Regions from separate parts of the Rattus norvegicus genome. Here region 2 is linked to region 1. Evidence: chromatin contacts called from public Hi-C data. All regions are on one chromosome and are shown on one strand. The core of a region is the stretch at or near the end of the contact, and the rest is flanking DNA. Distances in the headings are between cores, read along the strand shown. Region 1 overlaps Ugp2 (UDP-glucose pyrophosphorylase 2). Region 2 overlaps LOC134481874 (a long non-coding RNA gene).

Region 1 (6,262 bases), core at 1,277-3,776:
GTTATGGCTTATTAGACAATGCTGGTGATAAACTGATAGCACACAGAATTAATACCCTATGTTCTTATCGGCTGCTTATCCTTGTCATCTATTGGAATTATATATCAACAGGTATTAGAAAAATGTGTGTATGTCGTAAGTCTCCACAACAAACTGTAACTTCTACCTGTAAAAAACTAAAGACTTGATAATGGTGGGAAGGCCACGTCCTAAACAGCTCACTGGTAAAGAGCCTTCAGAAATCAATGTGCCACTGAACAAAGCTCAGGCTGACCAACTGCTCCACACGGATAACAACCAGCAGGTGCGGTAGCATGTTACAGGACCTACAGATGACCATATCCAGAAGACCCCCTTTAAAACTTTTTTCTTTTGAAAATACCCTATGGGTATTGTCTAAAATCTTACCTAAAAATCCTATAGAGATTGCTTTTAATACTTTTACAGATGGTTCTTCAAAAAGAAAAAATGTTTCATATTCAAATGCCATATCCTGCACAAAGAGATTGTGAACTCCCTTGTACAGCTCAACAGTCTGAACCTGCTACAAACAGCTTCTGTTAGACAGTTCTCACCACTGAGTATTTTAAGAGTTATAGTAACCTACACCACCTCGATTTTAACTGTTCAACTGTGCAAACACACACACACACACACACACACACACACACACACACACACACACACAAATAGGAGCTACAGAAAAGAAGTACAGATACGAACTTTCAATGAAACATTACTTACAAACCATGGCAATATTCCAAACTATGTACAAAACCAGATGCAAGCCTGTAAGGCGGCTCGGCAGGTGGAAGGGCTTTCACACATGCCCAACAGCCTGGGTTCAACCTCCTGATCCCACAAGGTGGCAGGAGAGAGCTGTCCTCATACAAAGGTCACGGCCTGTTGCCCTGTATATATGCACTCACACATACATACATAATCACACACAAATACTCACACACAAACTATAAAAAAACTACCAAAGAGACAAAGATTGGGGTTTTTGTTTTTGTTTTTAGGTATATAACTTTGAAGCTAGATTGACACTGGCAATGTCAATATTAAGTGGTAGATTCCCCGTGATTAATTTCTATTTGGCCAAAACAATTAATATTACCTGTCTTTAAAACATAAAAAGTATGTTATGACACAGAAATTATTCTGAAAGAACAATGGTGGGAAGCTAATGGATGATGATTTTCTATAGATCCCAAGTAGCATGCTAAGCAACCTGCCAGTTGTTATCAGTGTGGGACAACTGAGTTTTGATTAGTGGCACATTGATTTCCGAAGGCTCTTCACCAGTGAGCTGTTTAAGACGTGGCCTTCCCACCACTGAAAGAACCATCTCTTATCACCTCTAAAACCCAGGGAGGGCAGGGGAGCTTGAGTACAGAGCCAGGTGAAAGAATATTAATGTGTGAACTATACCACAAATTAGTAACAAATTATACAAAGAGGTGCACACAATTTTTGCTTCTGCAATCCAAAATCCTTGACATCCTAGAGTATAGGATTACAAGGGCATATCAAGACCAGGGCTTTTTTCTTTTTGAAGGATATTTTTAAGTGGAAATGTATACACTTATACAAACAAAGACAAAAGACCACGTAAGATACATCTCATCTTCTTCTCTATGTGTTCTTTACTCATATTAACTATTCATCTTCATCAAAAATCCCGACTCACTCCATGGACAGCCTTCTGAAAGGAGGATTCGGGTGGGCAGTACTGAGCTGCAAACACCCCAGGGAGGTGTTTGGACCCATCCTCCAGTCCTTCAAGAACTCCCACTCTGTATCACAACCTTTCAAAATACACAAAGACTTATGCACTAGCAAAGCAGATTCTCGAACCTTCACATACAGTGAAAGTTACAGGTACATGTGCTTTCCTTCCTGCATTCAAAAGGCTCAGTTCATCTAGCACATAAAGAGTTAAGAAATGAGAAAATTGGGCTGGAGAGATGGCTCAGTCGTTAAGAGCACTGTCTATTCTTCCAGAGGTCCTGAGTTCAATTCCCAGCAACATCATGATGGCTCACAGCCACGGGATTGGATGCCCTCTTCTGGTGTGTCTATAGACTAGTGTACTCATATAAATAAAATAAAAATAAATAAATCTCTTAAAAGATGCTGTTAAAAAAATGAGAAAATCACATCTTTAGAACTAAATCTGCTACTGCTAGAGAGTTGAGGGTCTTTTTAAAAGATATATTTAACAGAATATTTTTGCTAAAGGTAGGTACCTGAAGGACGAGATAAAAGTAAATGGTTTCTGCTTTTTGGCCGAGGACAGGAGGCAACTATGAGTCCTCAGGATGTTCCCAGTTATCTATAACTAGGATCAAGTGACTCCCTGGCTCACTGTGCTCAGGAGCTGAGACTACAGGACAAACTGTACACCACCAGCTAATCCCGTCACTTAGCAAACTGCAGACTGACCTTTAGTTCTCAGGGTAGGAACTGTGAAGGCTGCTTCTAGAGCTGGCTCAACCTCAGCATAGCCTTGCAGCCCAGCACAGCACTGGGAGCCACCTGTACAGACCAGGATCTGCACACGGGCAGCTGTGCAGAGAAGGGCTGATGCCTTGCCCTTAGCTGACACTAGGCTCTGTAAGTGACCAGAAGCAGCAGAGCTCCCAGTCTGCTGCTGGACACCACCACACAATAACCAACTGGGGCTATTCAACTAGGAATAATTAGAAGGCAAAAAGTCTGAGTGCTTAGAGTGACTAAATCTATCATTGTGTTAGGTTTGCTCCCAAATAATTTTAAAAACTGGATGAATCTATGTTTAGTTCTTTTTTAAAGAATTTTAGAAGAATTCTCTCATTTCCTTTGGTTAAAAAAAAAAAAATCGGGCTGGAGAGATGGCTCAGTGGTTAAGAGCACTGACTGCTCTTCCAGAGGTCCTGAGTTCAATTCCCAGCAACCACATGGTGGCTCACAAACATCTGTAATGGGATCTGATGCCCTCTTCTGGTGTCTGAAGACAGTGACAGTGTCATATACATTAAATAAATAAATCTAAAAAAAAAAAAGTCAATCTGCTGCTTAACTAGAAAGAAAGAAATCCTAATAATTAATGTGCCAGGGACAAGTAAAACAAAGACCAAAATTAGGACCCCCCCATTATAATTGACTTACAGAGGAGAGGAATTTTAAAATTGTTTTTATATTTGTGTATTTGTGCATGTGTGCTTACACATGTGTGAGGGCAGAAGACAACATTTAGGCTCATTCTTTTCTTCTAACAGGGGTGCTAGGGCCTGAACTCAGGTCTTGGACTACATGGCAAGACTGGTCCCTTTCTGCTGAGTGACCTCGCCAACCCAGCCAGGAAAAATTTAACTTCAGTGTTACTAATAAGAAGATAATATGCTCCAGAAAACTGATGAGATTTTCTTATCTTTTTTAACAAACATATAATTTATAAATTTAAAAAGTTTAGGTATTTTTCTTTTTTTTTTAAAGATGTGTTTATTTATAATACACTGTAGCTGTCTTCAGACACACCAGAAGAGGGCATCAGATCCCATTACAGATGGTTGTGAGCCATCATGTGGTTGCTGGGATTTGAACTCAGGACCTCTGGAAGAGCAGTCAGTGCTCTTAACCACTGAGCCATCTCTCCAGTCCCCCCTTTTTTTCTTTCTTTCTTTTTTTTTTTTTTCCGGAGCTGGGACCGAACCCAGGACCTCAAGCGCTCTACCACTGAGCCAAATCCCCAACCCCGGTATTTTTCTACAAGTGAGAATAAGAGTATTCCTAAGCAGGAACTTATTTATGACTTTCTCATTAGGAAAAAAAAAAAATCTAAGGTTGACTCCATTAGCTTAAACTGCTACAGATGGGGTACGCAGACCTGAGCCCCAGCAAACCTTGGTACACTGGGACCAGACTTCAGTTAGTTTGCACTGAATTGTATTTTAAAACTGTTAATAAAGCAAGATTACAGATACAGAAGAAGTGAACACCACACATGGTAAAAACATCAAGTCTGTACAATGCTTCAAGTAAGATAATCTATTTTTACATATATCATCTTAACAACTTGCGAAGTATACAAACACCTGGTATTATTCTCATTTTACATGAAACAAAGTAGTCGAGCTCAGATTTAAACACCCAACACTACCCTTTACCCCCCGCAGTGGGCCTTCTGCTAGCAGCCCATGGAGGTGCAGGCATCGATCGGGGCTGTGCCTCCAAGAACACACGGGATTTTTGATAGGTAAGAATCCCAAACCATTTAAAGAAAATAAAATATGCAGAGCTGTAGAGGCAGGGGAGGGGGACACAAAGGCATGCTAGGCTGGCTGGCACAGGCAGAAAGGGCCACAGAAACAACCCGAAAGCATGGAGAGAGCTTTAAAGTCTGGGTAAGGGCCTGAGCAAGATTCACGGCATAAGAAATCTAATGGCTGGAAGAGAGAACAACAGGAAATCTGTACTGAAAGCTTTGTGCTAAAGTAGACTGCATACTCGTAACCATGTGCTGAGAACCGGACAGTGCTGCAGGGAGACCAGCTGAAGGCACGCAGCACGAAGGCTACAAACCGAGAGCCGTACGCTTGCTAGGACGGCTCTGTTTCGTCCTCACCACCCACCTACACAGTAACACCAGAATCCCAACCGACCTTGAGTTTCCTTGCACTTTACCAAAACTTACCGAATCTTCCGGAGGTCTCTGGATTTTACCCCAGTCTACAGAAGGCCCCTTTTCTTGCAAAAATCTGTGAAATAGCTTCCGAAATCCATCAAGATCTTTCTTAGTGTGCTATGAAAACAGATCAGGATGTTTAATATATAGTAAGACTAGAACAAGTTACTACTTCAAAAATACCTTTAGGTGAAATTCTTACACTATTAGAATTTAGAGCAGGACAAATTTTTAAGGCCTGTTTGAAACTGAAGTAGAAAAGCTAAAAGGACCTAAATTTAAAGGAGTCTTTTAAGAAGCCTAACTCCTCCACTATCACCTGCTAGTCAGTAATCATGGACCCTGAACAACTGTGTTCCCATGAATTTCAACATATCCTTTATAACAACATTCCAGTATCTCTCACTACTTCTGACTGCAAATAAATTGTCACCAAAAGAAAACAGGAATAAAACGCAACTAACCTCAAAACAGTGAGTGCAAACTGAATTGAAAAATAAAAGATAACATGCTAACAGAAAAGTAAAGCTTTTCAATTTTGGAAAGCACAGCTGTAGAACAAGCTGTGCTAGAACTGGAGGGGCAAGGGGCATAGGGAGGGCCTGTACGACAGACTAACTCCTTACAGATCCTACTGAACATGACGACCATCTCTCTACCCAACAACACGAAGCATAATCCTGCCCATACTCTTTTGGGGACTTGGGAAATGTGCTCGGTTTAAAGGGAAAAGTAGCTTTACTATGAACAAATGTTAATAATCTGTGACTGTTCAACAACGCTAACTTTCTGATGTGACATCCTGTGCTCATTTCAGGCAGGAGAATCACCACTGGAAGGAATTATGCATGTTGACACACAAAGCAAAAGACACTTTCGAGTCCTTACCTCAAACTCATGTGAGGTTGCTGTGGTAAGTATTTTTTCTAATTCTTTCTTCACAGATAATTCTAGTTCTTGGAGAATGACCTCTTGGAACTGAGAAGCACCATCTTGAGACATAGCTTTGCTAAGATCTTAAATAAAAAATATAAAGTCACCGATTAAAATCAGTAGCAAGAAGGAAACATAAAACTTCTTATTTCCAGATCAGTCAAAGTGAAGAGGGACCAGAGGACATGTTAGCCTTTTGGAAGAATACTAAACAGAGAGTGGTGGCTAGTCTTGGCTGTCAATTTGCCAACATCCGGCCTAACTAAAACCTGAGTGGCTGGGTACACCTGTGAGGGATTTTGCTTAAGTACATGATTTGAAGTAGGAAGACCCTACTTCAATCTACTGTAATCTGGGTCTCTGAGGTGGGAAGATCCACCTTTAATTTGTACCACATGTTTTACTGGCAGGCTGAAGGACATGCTCTTTGCCTGCCTACCCTCACTCTCTTTCACTGTCAAGTTCATTCATTCATTAAGAGCCTATTTCTGTGGGATTCCAGAATATACTGAAGACCATCTGAGACATCCAGACTCATGGACTGAACAAATACAAGATTCTTGAACTTGCCGTTGGGATACAGCCATTATTGGACTAGCTAGATCACAGCCTGTAAGCCATTCTAGTAAGTCCCATATACATACATACATACATACATAC
Region 2 (6,430 bases), core at 1,562-4,061, 75 kb after region 1:
AATATAGGACAGGCAAGATAGATCAGCAGACAAAGGGCATTGCTTGATGACCTGAGTTCAGTCCCTAAGACCCACATGCTGGAAGGAGAGAAGTGGTTTCTACAGATCGTTCTATGACCTCCACACTATGGTGTGCACACATGCACAAGAGTGTTTTTGCGCGCGCGCGCACACACACACACACACACACACACACACACACACACAGAATAAATGTAATTTCAAAGAATTTAAATTCAAACAAACATATGAACAGACATGGGTCATTTTTGTTCTGTAGACCACCAATTTCATGATTCCTTTTCTTAAAGGGCAGTATAGCAGTTTTCTATGGAAAGCACATTTTGTGTGTGAAACATGAAAAAAAAATCTAATCCTGAGCTCTATAGATGTCAGAGAAATGAATGGCTATTCTGTTTTGAAGCAGCACTCAACAAATACAAGGACTGGATATAATTCCTCTCCTGCTGGGCTCCCTTGTGAGTCTAGTGTGTCATAGGCAGCTGGAATAATTTCTGTTCAAGGTCTGGTGCAAACTGCGGTTTCTGTACCTAAGGCTCAAAGTCCTACTGTTTAGGCCTGGAAGGTGTTCTGTGTACTCAGTGCTCAATGTGGAGAATTGCAATGTGCTTCTTTCCAAAGTCAGCAGAGTAAAAATGAGCAAAGGCGTTCCGTACCTTCCCAGTGCTGTCACCCATGACAAAATCCTGTGGCTGCCACCATGCCCTTGTAATATCAATCTTCTTCCTGTCTTCATGTTTACTGCTCTGTATATGAGTGGAATCACGCAACCTGTGACCCTTTTGTGTCTGGTTTTCATAGAGAGTAGTTTCAGGTTTGTGTACAAGGTAGCAAGTATCAGCACCCCATTCCTTTCGTGTCTTGACTGAAGGCTATTTATTCCACTGTGCGGCGTTGCACCCATGGCTTACCACCGACAAGTACCTGGATTGTTTCCGTCTTTTAGCTCTCGTGATGGTGTCAACATAGAACGTTTGGGTGGCAGTATTTGTTTGAATGCCAACTTTTGATTTTTTTTTCAGGTAGAGTAGAATTGCTTGGCCAAAAAAATTTTTTATGTTCGATCTCTGAGTAACTGCCAAACTGTCTCGAAAGGGACAACCACAGCATTAATGACGTGAACTTGTGTTAGCATGGGAGGCAAAGGTCCCTGCTGGTGCAGGGACATTTCTCAAGAGTCAAAAGTCACATAGCCGTCAACAGAAAAAGTGTTTTCTCCAACTTCAGTTCCAGGACAGCCAGGATCAATGTCATGGAATTCCAGGGGAGGAGACACTTTACATCAAAGTCCAGTTATGTTTGTCTTGTCTCTGTTGTTCTCTTTTATTTATCGTTTTCTTCCTCCTCCTCCTCCCCCTCCCCCACTCTTTTCTTGATCCTCTGGAGACAGAGTCTCCTGTAGCCCAAGCTGGCTTTGAGCTATATAGGCTGGGTTGACTCTGAACCCTGCTTTCCCTGCCTCCACCTTCCAAGTATGGGAGTTACAGTGTTTTCCAGCCAGCCCACTCCCTGGCTCTAATATATTCCTGTTTTCTTCTTCTTCTTCTCCTCCTCCTCCTCCTCCCTCCTCCTCCCTCCTCCTCCTCCTCCTCCTCCTCCTCCCTCCTCCCTCCTCCCTCCTCCCTCCTCCCTCCTCCCTCCCTCCTCCTCCTCCTCCTGTTCTTCTCCTTCTCCTCCTCCTCCTCCTCTTCTTCTTCTCCTTCTCCTTCTCCTTCTCCTTCTCCTTCTCCTTCTCCTTCTCCTTCTTCTTCTTCTCCTCCTCCTCCTCCTCCTCCTCCTCCTCCTCCTCCTCCTCCTCCTCCTCCTCCTCCTCCTCCTCCTCCTCCTCCTCCTCCTTCTTCTTCTTCTTCTTCTTCTTCTTCTTCTTCTTCTTCTTCTTCTTCTTCTTCTTCTTCTTTTTTCTTGCTTGCTTGCATATGTGTGCTACATGGATGCCTGATGCCCATAGAGACCACAGTGGGCGTTAGATCGCCTGGGATTGGAGTTACCGTTATGAGCTGCCATGTGGGTGCTGAAAATGGAGCTGGGGCCTCTGCAAGGGCAACCAGTGCTTTCAACCACTGAGCCATCTCTCCAGCCCTGGTTACTTCTTCTAAATGTTTGTTCAGTAGCACAGAATTATTCATTGCCTTTGGCCACGTTGCTGTGTAATTGACCTCAAACCCAGTTAAGATAATTGCTTTCAGTGAAGGAGCCAAGTCTGCTGAGCTTCCTTCTGGGGAGACCTGAAAAGAAATGTGAGGTGTTGAGAGTCGGGTCTGCACCCATCTCATTCCTTCCTGTCACCCCAGGGGCCTGTGTGTTGAGCGTTTGACTAACTTTGACAAATTCACAGTTTAACTGCCACGTAGGAAAACACCTGCCTACCTTTTCAGAAACGATTACTCCGTTTCTGGCAAACTGACATAAAGACTGTTCTAACTTAGCTATCATAGTAGCCTTTCAAGAGCTCATGTCTGACTCTCTGCTCCCATTGACCTTGTCACTTAGGACATTCTCATCGACCTGTGTGAGGCCTGAATGATACGCAGCCCACACACCCATCCTGCAGGGCCAGTAACATCCTGCAGGAACAAATGAGAAATCCTGTAATTATCCACTTGATCAAGTCATGCTGGCTGGCCCTCGTGTGTCATTGAATTAGAACCCTAGCGGAGTTAGAACGGCGTGAATCAGAGCCTAAATCCTTTCCCTGTCCTGGAGGCTTTCTCCAGGTTAGTATAAGTAAGATGGTGTCCAAATAACACACCCAGCAAATGAACTCACCATCATAAATCTTGCCGTGTTGTAACTCAGAATTACAAAGCTATCAGAGTCCAAGTGGCGTGGTTGCCATGGAGCAAGTCCTCAGGGAGCCCTAGATAGCTCAGTCTAAGAAGCACCCCTTGGCTGCTAATGCACTGCGTCTAGAATAGTTCAGCCCTGATCCGTGACATTATGCTGCCTGAGTCACATGCTTTGGGAAAAGATGACTTCAGGTTTAATTAGAAAGTTCAAAGGGGGACAGGGAGGTAGGGCAGCATGAAGCTAGGTAGGTGAAATCTTTGATCAGATGGTAGAGGGCTGGATTAGGCAGAACTAACTCTGTAGGGTCCTAGTTCCTTCCCATTGGAAAAAGTTCCCAAAGACAGAAGATCATGAATTCTTGTGAAGAGAGTATTATTGTAGAAATATTATAGAAAATATTTCTGAAGTACAATATTTTTGAAACCTCAATTATACAAAATTGGTTGTAACACACAGTAGAAAACCTTCAGGCTCCAAACATACTAAGAAATCTTTGATTCACAGAAAAATTTGTATTTGAACTTTAGGTCTTAGGGGTGTGTGTTTCGTGTGTGTGTGTGTGTGTGTGTGTGTGTGTGTGTCTGTCTGTCTGTCTGTCTGTCTGTCTGTGTCTCTCTTTCTTCCTTGAGCACATGAGTTCAGGTGATTCGAATGTATGTCCTCACGCTTGAGAAGTAGTTTTCTCACCCACCGTTCCCTCTCCTGTCCCAACGCCGTATGACTTCACCTCTCTCTATCTCAGGATATAACTTTAAGATACTGGGCTAGTCTGACCCTTAAAATTTAATTAACACTTTTCAAGGACAGGAAAAATTAATCTTTACATGACAGTCAGCATTTATTACTTAGTAATTTATCCCCTCGAGCTGTTGCAAAACATTTGTGGAAATGTACCTGATCCGAATTAATAACATGAAGCAATGGTTTTGGATGTTGCCCGGAACCACTGCTCATATAAAGCCGACGAGGTCCCACAGCGCGTTACAGATGTCAGGTGATATTCTTACCTTGGGCACATGGGGCCCCTTTGCTTGCCAAGGGAGAGGGTGAGTTCTTGGTAAGCCTGCAAAGCTCATATGACTAATGAGAGCTTATTTGGCTCCTTGTAAGATTCCAAAATAGGAACCACAAGACCACATCAGCTTTGTAAAGGATCCATAAATTATTCTTGTCTCTCCAACATGGAAAACCGTTGCCAGGATCTGAAGGAAACCAAACATCTAGAGACTCCCATCAAGTCATGCCTTTTAGCCCCAGCCAGCAGTTCCAGGGAAATTTGTGGAACTTCTTTGTATCATTCTCAAATGATCAGGAATGTGTTTCAGATTCTACAAACAAATTCCTTCTGACTTGCCAGACACTTTTACCTAGCTGTTTAGAACAAATTCCTTCTGTAACCCATACATACCCAGCTTTTCAGTTTTTGTCAATGCAAAACGTTCTCCAGTTCATACCAAAACCATCCTAGCATTCTCTGCTATCAGCCCTCCCTCGTGAGAAAATTCTCTCTGGAGCTCTGCTGGTGTGACTGACTCTAAACCAGAGCTCTCCCAGGCCTCCTTTCCCTTTAACCTTCTCAGCGTTACATTTAGAGAATTCTTTCAAAGACACGTTTCTCCCCACCGATGCCCACTGTTCGGTTTCCCTGGACTTCGTTTTAGGAAGGTGATCCTTTTTCCTTTGGTCTAGAGAGAGCATCGGGATAATGAATGTGCTCTAGGGTAGGGTTAGAATGCAGACAATCCCTTTCGGACCTATGGCTTCCTTGCCTGGAGTTCCTTACCAAGACGCGCTTGCTTTCTTCTCTGGATTGTTGCTTTCTCTGTTTCCAGACAAAACCAGAAGGTTGTTCTGTCACCTTAGGGACGGGTCAGCCCCAGTCTGAGCCTGACTCAGACTTCCCCACACTTCAAAGCACAGTGGTAATAGGCCCTTGATCCAAGAGGAGAAAAACCCTACTCCTCTGTGGGCTCTATTTTCAGTCCATTCTGTGGGTTTGTGCAGTGGACATGTTCCCTCTTTTCGTGGAAAAGCCGGCTTCGCTTCAGCCATTCAGCCCAATAGGTTCCCATTGGTCCCCAAACCCTCTGATATTGGCCTGTTTCCGAGAGCCGCTGGTACTCTTCCACCTCTGGTGTCTTTGTGCATTTGTTCTCACCTTTGCTGCAGGGTCAGTGAGTGTCCCGGGGTTCCCTATCAGTCTGTGGAGAGCTGTAAAGTTCCTTACAGGTAGTGGAGAGTTGTTAGCCGTTCATTCTTTATAAGCCACTGCGTTGTTTACAGAAATCAGGGGGAGCATCTGGGCTCAGTAACGAGAAGCTGCTACTATCCCATAAACTTGACATTGGACTGGAAAGAGTTTTACCAGAACTGAGAAACTATGTGAAGACGGTTTCTGACAAGAATATTGACCTTTGGAAGTCGAATCCCCCAACCCTGGGCACTGCGGCATCAAGAGAGCTGGAGAATAAATATTCAGGGCTCCTTCACCTCCGCTGTCCACAGCACCCCTCATTTTCACCCACTCTGAACCAGTGCTAACGTAGAAAGCCGGAGTACCGACAGCAGTCCTAAGGGTCAGAGCATCTCCCGGGTCAGGGCAGAGCGAAGGCCGTAGTCAGTCAGTCTGGAGGAGCAAAGGAAGAGGCCAGGAAGATGTCTAACACAGTTGTGAAACACAACAGTTTTACTTTTTTATTTTTAAAAGTTTTTATTTTTAAAAGTGTCAATAATGTTCTAAGGTAATGTATGGATTAGACCACTTGAGTTACCTCATGCTTGTCTCTCGGTTTTAACTTGAACTATGTATCTGTCTCCTAAGCCACTGTTTTTCTAAACTCAGGAATTCCCCCATAACTTTTGCTACTATGTAATCAGCTGAAGACCTTTCTCTTCAAAACATTTCTTGTCCATCTCTGTTCATTCTCACTTTCTCTCAGGAATGGGAATGCAACATTTTATCCTAGAGTTGTACATCCTAAGGCAACAATGGAAAAGTGCTAATTCAACCATGAGAACTTAAGAGAAACAAAATTAAAATAAGGTTTAGGGAAATAGTACTTACAGTGGAGGTGAAATCTGAAGCAACTGTAAATTAGGTCATTAGGAATTAGCAGGACCATGAACTGAAACTCAGCAGGGTAGGGGGAAAAGTCCCTGTGGTTTCAATATTGCTTTTGCTGGCTTTCAATTACTCCTATTATGGGGAATGTTTTTGCATAGCACAAAAAGCACCTATGACTAGGTACAAATGTATATGAATCTATGTAATAGAATTCTAAATGCGATACCACCAAAGCTCTGCATAGGTGTGGGAGAGAGGATGAGGGTGCAGGAGGAACGAGGCTGCCAATTCTTCCATTCTGTCTTCGAATGGGATAGATTAACTTGGACGAAAATACAGGGTGAGATATGTAAGGCAAAGTTAGCGCGCTCTAAAGGTGGACATCAAAACACTATTTTGTAGCTTGAGGGATCGAATGTAGGTCTCACATGTGTTGGGTGAGCACTATTACTGAGCCCTGCCCCCTATGGCTCTGCAATGTCTCTTACAGTGTCTGACTCTCTGCTTTCTTGCATGCTTGCTTTGATGACTCATGTGTTTTGAGACTAGACAGAGGAG

Evidence for each region. Hi-C and Micro-C count contacts between places; a contact is called where the count stands out from the background.
Region 2: a contact with region 1 is called in a Hi-C map of liver, with 5 times the contacts expected there. The contact joins two enhancer-like sites. A contact is called at or near these places in 8 of 12 Hi-C or Micro-C datasets (the A7r5 cell line, Schwann cells, kidney and 4 more).

The regions. Positions count from the first base shown.
Region 1 is chr14:99,677,180-99,683,441 of GRCr8, forward strand. Ugp2 (UDP-glucose pyrophosphorylase 2) reads right to left here. Exons shown (of 10, transcript NM_001024743.1): 2 at 5,558-5,685; 3 at 4,679-4,786. Among named protein-coding and RNA genes, the nearest start is that of Ugp2, 18 kb to the right of the region's middle. Within about 2 kb of position 2,527, at least 5 of the 93 cell types and tissues checked have an H3K27ac peak or open chromatin away from gene starts, as enhancers often do. A contact at or near this core is called in liver, where this site is marked.
Region 2 is chr14:99,752,005-99,758,434 of GRCr8, forward strand. All of the region lies in intron 1 of LOC134481874 (a long non-coding RNA gene), which reads left to right. Among named protein-coding and RNA genes, the nearest start is that of Ugp2, 57 kb to the left of the region's middle. Within about 2 kb of position 2,812, at least 8 of the 93 cell types and tissues checked have an H3K27ac peak or open chromatin away from gene starts, as enhancers often do. A contact at or near this core is called in liver, where this site is marked.